Linked DNA regions of Mus musculus: region 2 is linked to region 1. Evidence: chromatin contacts called from public Hi-C data. All regions are on one chromosome and are shown on one strand. The core of a region is the stretch at or near the end of the contact, and the rest is flanking DNA. Distances in the headings are between cores, read along the strand shown. Region 1 has its middle 67 kb from the start of Gm13219. Region 2 holds the start of 9230102O04Rik (RIKEN cDNA 9230102O04 gene).

Region 1 (4,239 bases), core at 1,185-3,684:
CCTACAATTGAGTCTTTGTGTGTGAAAACCTTCTCCTTAACCTGTTGTAATGGATGGGCCTTCCAAGACCAACTAAGTTTCACCTTTCTTCTGAAATCCTCTTTGACCTCTCTCAGCTTGGCCTGCCAACTCTGAACATCCAACTGCGAACTTGATGTCATTTCCTAATTGTTTTTACCCATTTCAAAAGCACCACTTGGTCTTTCATCATTGAATAGTGTTCCCTGTTGGGTATACCACCTCCACACTACCACATGTCCCATAGAATCCTGCAGGATGAAACCCAGGGCCTATTAGCACTGATCACTGCTCTCAAGTATATAACTCAAAAGTCTGGGTAGGGGATGCAGGCATGCTGTGTTTCACATCATTGTGTCTTGTTTGTTTCTTTCTTTCTTTCTTTCTTTGTTTAGCTTCATTGTCTCTCCTTTTACATTATAATTTTTTATTTATCTCTGTATGAATGTTTGTGTGTATATGCAATGCATGAATGACATTTATATGTGTGTACAGGTGTGCATGCACACGCATGTGAAGATGGGCACACACATAGCACCATATACATGTCGAAGTCAAAGGCAACCTTAGGTGATAGTGTTCTTCCCCAACTTTGTTTGAAAGAGGGTGCCTTTGTGTTTTTCTGTGGCATGTCACAGGCCAGCTGGTCTGTGAGCATCCATGATTTCCCCTCCTGTCACCTTGCGGGAGCACTGGGATTACAGACACTCACACTAAGCATCTGACTCTTATTTCTAGGAATCAGAACTCAGATCCTTGCCTTTTATACTCACAGATCCATTTCACTGGTCCTGTAACTAATCCTCTTTCTTCTCTCCATCTCCAAGTGTCTTGGCCTGAGATGCTCCATTTGGAAACACATTGAAAGATGACTGCAAAAAATTAAAGTGTTATTGTAAATTTCATACTAAAAATGTTTATATGCGATTTGAAACCATACTTTTTAAAGTTAAACATTTAACTTTCAATTTTAGACTATGGTGTTCAATATGAATATCTCTAGTTGGTAAATAAAAAACTAATAAAAATTTCCATATTACTGACTTACTGAACTATTTTTTAAAAGCAAGATTATTCTAAATACATCTCAAATGACAAGGCCTGGTCCAAACTGGGAGCAAATTTGGTTTAAATATTTTTTATGAACATGTGCAATTCTCTTTTAGTGGAAACTCTGAGGATAATTCTCAGGCCACATGTTTAGGTTGCTAGAGAAAGATGCGTAACTTACTCAAGCTCATATGCAGCGGCATATAGGACTCCAATTAAAATAATAAGTGAAATAACATGAGGTAGCATATTTTGTTGAAATTTGATACTTCTCGACCTTATTTTTTTCACTAACTTAAAAATTACCTGAAAATAAATCTACATGCAGTAGCATCATTAAAAATAAAAAAAAAAAACCATCTGAGGCCAGAGAGAGTAAGAGCACCTACTGCTCATGTTTGAGGACCCAAATCTCACTCTTCAGCATCACATGATAGGTCAGGCGTGGCTGCCCAGTCCTCTAACCACAGGGAAGGGGGAATCCCAGGGTAAGGAGAATCCCAAGAGCTTAGGGGCCAGTCAGCAGAGTGGTAACAGGGATCTTTCTGGCTGAATGAGAGATCCTGTCTCAAGGTAATATGCTGCAGACCTAGAGTTGAAAACAACCCATGTTTTCCCCTAGCTTCTACATAAGGGATCATGAAATTGCATAATTATATGTTCATATAAATATACTCCCCCCCCATAGACACATACACAAGTTCACTATAACACCAATCATCTTCTAAGAATTTATTTGACACCAAAGGAAAAATGTCCCAATCGTTTTAAACACCTAATCACAAACATGTTTGCCATTCCAGGACTGAATAGAGGATAGCAACTCCTCTATGAAACTGATGTAATGAAACCTACTACTATGCTTGCTAATTTAAAAATTGAACAAATTTTAAAAATAATTTAATTGGTAAGGCTGAGTTTGTCTTCTTACAGTAATACCTTTTCCTCAGCAAAACATTATGTAAGGCATATATTTTCATGATATTTTTCTATTTGATCCATTCAAAATGCCCCATTAAATATAAGCTTGAAAACAATACCTTGCCCAAGTTTGTACCATTGGGGCAAAGTTCACTAATGCTTCACAAAACTTCACGTAATTAAACACACCACCACACCTCGGCCTGCACTGTAATGATCACAATGTCTCGCAGACGTTTTTTTAATGAGTTTGCACTTTGCTGTACCCCCTCGTATATTTTCCTCTCCTTGCAGGCACGGGAGATGAAATTGTGATCAACATTATGAAATTGGATCACAATTATGACTTTAATCAAAACAAACCCAGCCTCATGCCATAGGTGTGGAAATCCGTTTGCTCTGCTCTCCTATTGCAGTCTGATTTTGTAATCAGCGCTGTCAGCCAAATACAGGGTGTAAATTATATGGCAAAATGAGAAGGCATGTTCCATCCTATGCCGTTGCCAGGTATGCTTCATATTTAGATATAAACAATGAGAGAAATTCACATTTCACAACAGTTGAGTCACAGCTGCCTCTGTGAACACTTGTTTATTTGCAGTTTCTCGTGATTTTTTACTCAAGATGCCTCTGGTGTGGGGTCTTCCTTCACATTTAAATTATTGCACATGCTTGTTTGATTCATTACCATGGAGTCATTGAACAAAACCCTTCCCATTGATTAAGTCTTTATCAGCTGCTCATCATGCACAGAGTAAAGTCTGGCCTGGAAGAGAAGAGGACGCAGGCAAGCTGTGGTCATGAATGTGGCTGAGCTCATTCATCTCATGCCCGGGTCCAGGGTCAACAACTGTGAGTTGTCGGCTTTCAGATATCAGAACTACATACTAGGTACCCTATTTGCCCCACAGAGACCTATTTCTCAGCACTGTGTCCAAGGATTGTCTAGGAAGCGATCAGAAGCTAACCAAATATTTCTCTCATCTATCATGATAGGCCAGACTAGAAAACCTTAAGGTGACCTTGTGATGACATCTTAACTAATGAAAGGATTCCTTGACAAGTCCGTGGATTGCTTTTAATTTCCCCATTAAAGCATTAGAACATTTTAAGAAGAGTTTTGCATTTCCGCACACTGAAAACAACGGAGGTGTGGCGGTAATTCACCGTGCTGAGGACCCTGGCCGTTTTCATTACACTGTCATTGTTTCTCACACTCGCTTACTTTCTGCAGTTTTAAAAGAGGTGTCCCATGTGATTAAGAGAGAGAATATCCATAAAATAAGTTTAGCATTTTCATTCAGAGCAACTAACTGACCCTCTGAGCGCCATGATGGAGACACCCAAAGGCGCTACTACTGTCAGACTAGAATTTTTATGTGAAATATTCTCCTGTTTTATTCTCCAGCTCTTTTCTAGCCTAGAAAATACATCTATTAATATACAATCGCTTAAATTGCCTTCTTAGTTTAATAATAATCACAAATTAATGGTGTGTAGTCACATGTCCATTTTCTTGGGGGAAAATAACCATATGCTTCAATAACTAAAACTTCTATTTCCACAAACTAATTAAAAGGCCTTGTGGCACAGTAATCAGAAAAACAGGTGTTTCATTTAGTTTCTCTCCCTTCAAGGTTGAATAACTGCAATTCAGACTTCCCCACAATTCCTTTAAAGTCAAAGAAAAGTCACACAGCCCTACTTGGCCTATCAGATGACAATGTCCTTCTGTTCCACCCCAGAATTTTGATGGAATATAAATCATAGAAAGTACACTGTTTTTATAGGACAACATGTTAAATTATGAGTGTTATTTTTCACAGCAGATTTTTAGCTCCCCCAAAGAAAAGCGATGCCAAAGTGCTTATTTTTCTCCTTGATAAACTGAGAATATGAGTATATATAAAATATCCATATATTGAATCTTCAAAGAGACGTGACTCTCTGTAAAAGATATGCTCCATTCCTAACCCAGAAATAACTATCTTATCAAAACCACATCTCTAAGGCCAGATCTCCTGAGTTCAGGGTGCATTACGCACTTTATAAGGCACACAGTAACTTTTGGAAGGCTTCAGCCTTCCTCCTGCCGTTAATTATTTAGACTCTGACATATTGCAATAAAACATTTCATCAAGCACTCCAGTCCAGGGAACGATAGGCATCAACACTGTATTGGTAATGCAAAATAAATGGATCGGGGTTGAAAATAATGAGTTTGGTGGATTACATCTGTCACTGTGAATT
Region 2 (4,239 bases), core at 939-3,438, 600 kb after region 1:
TTCTGCTAGCTCCTTCTTCCAAACAAGGGCATCCACACACTTCCACACCATGATCACCCAAGGTCACTGCAGAAAGCCAAAGACTTCCAGTGCCCAGAAAGAACAATAAAGGGCTGGGGTCTGGTTCACTTTCTTTCAGAGGCAGCTATCCCCATGGCGGAGACCTCCTCTTAATTCTCGCCATGGGAATCAAGGAGAAGGATAACAGAGGAAAAGGAGATAGCTATGTACTCACTGACCAGGGCAGCTCTCTCCTGAAGGCCAGCTGGTTTGGTTTTTGTTTTTTTGTTTTTTTTCCACCCGCCTTGCTGGAGATCTGAAGGTAGAAATGACAGGCAGACTTCACTGTTGCTGACGCTCCCACAGCAGCGGCGGCTGCTTCACTGCATCTCAGCCAGGCTTCCAGCCAGAGGTAAAACCTGGCTGATGTGAATCCTTGCTAAGAGCCCCCTCCCCTCTGCCTCCCTTGGCTCAGTGTAGACAGCAGAGCTCTTCCGGGTTGCAAAGGGGTAGGAGGAGGGGGGAGGAGGAAAGAAGGAGGGGGAGGGAGGGAATGAATACCATCCCCTTTTGCAAACACACAAACCGCACATCAGAGGTGTGTGAAACTGAGTTGGACCGGGTGGGCAAGAAACATTGCCTGAAATGTGACCTGCTCCTGGTGCCTACAAAGCCAGCCCACTGTCTCCAGACCGGGTTGGAATTAACACTATAAATGACACTGCCCTGTGGAATGGGCCATTATCATAGGCACAAACGTGTTTGAAGCATTTTCTTCTCACTTTTGAACAAATGGTTCAATAAGAGGTTCTATGGGCACGGTCAGGAGTGAACATCGTATGAAGAGCTAACAAACTAGTAAGCCTTCAAAAGTGTTTTCTTTCTCTCAAGGTTTGGGTTTATACGGGCACCCCCATTCCCAAAAGTAGTCTCTTTGCCTTTACTTCACACCACTGCTGCAGCGGCCACCACCACCCTTTAGTCGGGATTAGTAAAATAGAATTTGAATGTTTTTGGCTGGACTTGATTGCTGCTGTCTAATCCAGGCATAGAAGAATATTCATCAGAGTTAAAAGGATCCTATGGGTCCCAATTGTCTTAAATTATTTCATGAGGAAATTTTATTTTTGAGGAGAAAAATAAAAAAATAAAAACAGGAACTAGAAGCAGTCAAGGGAAAATTCTATAAAGGAAATGAAGCTGTTTGCCCTACCCAGGACCCAGATAACTGCAGTGTCCTGCTTGGAGTAAACACACACACACACACACACACACACACACACACACCTTCCCATTCCCATCCAATAGCAAGGGCATCTGAATCATGTACCAAGAGAATCTACCACGAGTACATTTCAGCTAGAGTGAAATGAAACCCTTCAAACACCGAGGTAGAAAAGGGTCAGGGTCCATTTGTTTTGGCAGGTTGAATTTTCCCTTCACAATATTTTTGCAAAAAAAATATGGAGGCTGACTTTTAAAATAAATATATCCTTGGGGAGAAATAAAACAAAGTTTTGTCCGTGGCTGAACCATGAAGTCAATAAGTTGGGGCTGCTCCAACCGGTTGGGTAGAAAGAGGTGACTCAGTGTTCAGCTTTGGGGTGGTCAACTCCTGGGAGAAGGAGACCGGTCAGAGCCTACGGAACTGTTGAGGTGGGGCGGAAGACAGAGGAGAAAGGAGAAGCTGGGAGTCCCGAAAGTGTTAGTCGGCACCCGTGGAGTGGCGAGAGCTACCGGGTGATGGATGTCACGTTGCAGAGTGGGTGATACCAGGATAGGCACGCTTTTCTCCTAGATACTGTCAGCGACCTGTCTCTACCTCCACAAACCTGAAATTCTTTCCATTTAGACACCAACCCGTCTGCGCCTCGGCGGGGCGTCCTCTGGGGTGCGATGAACCCAAGAGTGGAGCAAGCTGAGAACACCATTTGCCAATCTGGCAAAAGGAAAGAAGGGGATCTTCTGGTCCATTGGGGAACCCGGAAGAACCATCTTCGCCAAAGCAATCCTGCCAGTCCCCAGCCCTGTCGCTCCAGCTCTCCGCCACCAAGTGGCAGAGTCACACTCTCCAGTAAGCTGTGAGGACTAGGCTGGAGCCATGCTCTTAACAACCTATGCCCAACCTGTTGCCCTAATGCACCCTATGAACTGTCCAGGAAAGCCGTGGGTCCTGGGAAGATGTGACTGGCTTCCGGGAAGCGTAAGAGACACAAGTACCCTTCCTCCTTACGCGCGACTGGATGGGGGCTGGAGCAGAGACCAGAGAGGCACGCATGTGCCCACGTGACTACAACAGTTGATCCTCCCAATCCCCTGCACCCAGCGGTATCTAGATCTCACTTCTGGGTCTCGCGGGCGGGTGGGGCTTTTTACGGTTTCCCCATGCTTCCCATTCACTTCCCATTCAATGCTTCTTGTCCCCCTTTAAGGTCCCTGCTGTCCCTCCTCCTCTTTCTCCTTACCTTCAACAAGTTCGCCTCCAATTTGAAAGCCTCTTTTTCCTTAGAATGTACGTCCTATAGGGGCACTTCCGAACCAAAGCAGACTTTCTTCCCTCTCCCACTCCTCTTACTAAAGCTCCCTCGCGAGCACCTTCTGTCCCCCAGGTCTCCTCGGGTCTGCTCTGCCGGCCTCGCCGCGCTCCTTCCCTTCTGCCGACACCGGCTCCGGATTGAACACTGCTCTAAAACGTAAAGAGCTGTGAAAATGCGGTCGCGTGCCCCACCCCCAACCCCGTCATTGCTCCCAAAAGTCTTAACTGGAGGAAGTTGGGCTTCCAAAGAAACTTGGAGGCTAAAAAAGAAAATCCTAAGAACTACAGTGGTCTGGCTGGGGCTAAAGGCATGATCTGATTCTCTTAACAGACAGAAGGGTGGACAGGGGAGTTGGGGGGCGGGGGGGGGGAGTATTGAAGTGGGAAGGGAATGAGGTAAAGAGAGAGGGTCCAGCGCAGTAGCACCCCTTTAATAGATTGCCCTGTCCTCAGCACTCCGGAGGCAGAGGCAGGTGGGTCTCTAGCTGGTCAGCCTGGTGTACAAAGCAGGACTGAGAACCCCTGTGTCGAAAAGGAAAACAAAAAGTGGAGATGAAGGGGGAAGTGAGGGAAAGGCTCTGAGGCATTTATTCCTGATTACTGGACATCGCCTGAGCACAGTACAAGGATAGTGCTCTAAGAAACCACGAGTCGCTGTCTGATTTTACAACGGAGTTGCTTTCCGGTTGAAATTTCAATTTCTGTCTCTGTCTCTCTCTTTGTCTCTGTCTCTGTCTGTCTGTCTCTCTGTCTCTGTCTGTCTGTCTGTCTGTCTGTCTCTCTCTCTCTCTCTCTCTCTCTCTCTCTGTGTGTGTGTGTGTGTGTGTGTGTGTGTGTGTGTGTGTGTGACAAGAAATGACATTGCCTCATTCAGTGGTGATAACAGTAGTTCACGCCAGGGTTGCTGGAAGCTGCCCTGAGAACAGGACGGTCCCATCACTAATTTTAGGGAGTGTTTTCATTGAGGATGTTTGTGTGTTCTCTGGACACATAGATCACAAAGACACAGGCCAGTTCACAGCCACGGAGACATAAAGACTTCCCTGTTGGTTGCTTGCACCTGTGCCCTTTCTAGTCCAGCTACCTCGGGTTTTTCTGACTCCACTTCTCTTGCACGGAATAACCACTGAACCATGGAATAATTGCTGATCTGAACTATTTCATTTCTGTTTGGGGTAGAAATGGGACCAAGAGACAGAGGTCATTCCTCACTGGTGAGGACTGTGAGCTGAGCTACCGAGGGAGACAGTGTGGAACCCTGGGCCTGGGGATACATATTGGCTGTGGATGGTTCCTGGAAGCCATTGTGCTCTCCTAATGGCCACCATCGCCAGCTACTTCAAACCCAGAGGTTAGTTCTGTAGCTTTTCTCAGATCAGGATCTAAGGCACTGGGTTTGAAATATAAAGGGAGGTCACCAGGCACATGGAAGAAGAAGATGGATCATTAAATGACTCTGGGATAAATGGAACACGGGAGGCGGAGGCGGATCTCTGTGATGGCCATGGAGATAGGTTCACCCGTGGGATAAAGAAAGGGATTCCCCAAATAGAGGAAATAATCTCTGACAGGATCTCCAATCTTTCTGAGACGGTGTGGTCAGTTAGTGGAGCATTGTTGTGCAGAAGGACGAGGAATTCGTAGCATCCCATTTCAGTGGGTTCCCAACACATCATTTCCTTGCCCTAAAACCAGAAAGTACT

The links. A called contact is a pair of places that touch in the nucleus more often than the background predicts.
Region 2: a contact with region 1 is called in a Hi-C map of epidermal suprabasal cells, with 4 times the contacts expected there. The contact joins the promoter of 9230102O04Rik here to the enhancer-like site in region 1. A contact is called at or near these places in 9 of 39 promoter capture datasets (the 3T3-L1 cell line, 3T3-L1-derived adipocytes, cranial neural crest and 4 more), 3 of 484 Hi-C or Micro-C datasets (the HPC-7 cell line, epidermal suprabasal cells and group 2 innate lymphoid cells), 9 of 115 datasets of contacts at active chromatin or transcription factors (the SCID.adh cell line, T-cell acute lymphoblastic leukemia, craniofacial prominence and 6 more) and 4 of 9 other capture datasets (adipose tissue, embryonic stem cells, liver and 1 more).

What each region holds. Positions count from the first base shown.
Region 1 is chr2:9,283,612-9,287,850 of GRCm38.p6, forward strand. No RefSeq gene overlaps it. Among named protein-coding and RNA genes, the nearest start is that of Gm13219, 67 kb to the right of the region's middle. Within about 2 kb of position 2,435, at least 5 of the 459 cell types and tissues checked have an H3K27ac peak or open chromatin away from gene starts, as enhancers often do. A contact at or near this core is called in epidermal suprabasal cells and group 2 innate lymphoid cells, where this site is marked.
Region 2 is chr2:9,887,352-9,891,590 of GRCm38.p6, forward strand. 9230102O04Rik (RIKEN cDNA 9230102O04 gene) reads right to left here and starts at 2,189. Exons shown (of 4, transcript NR_040511.1): 1 at 1,861-2,189; 2 at 240-316. It also overlaps a transcript of Gata3 not described here.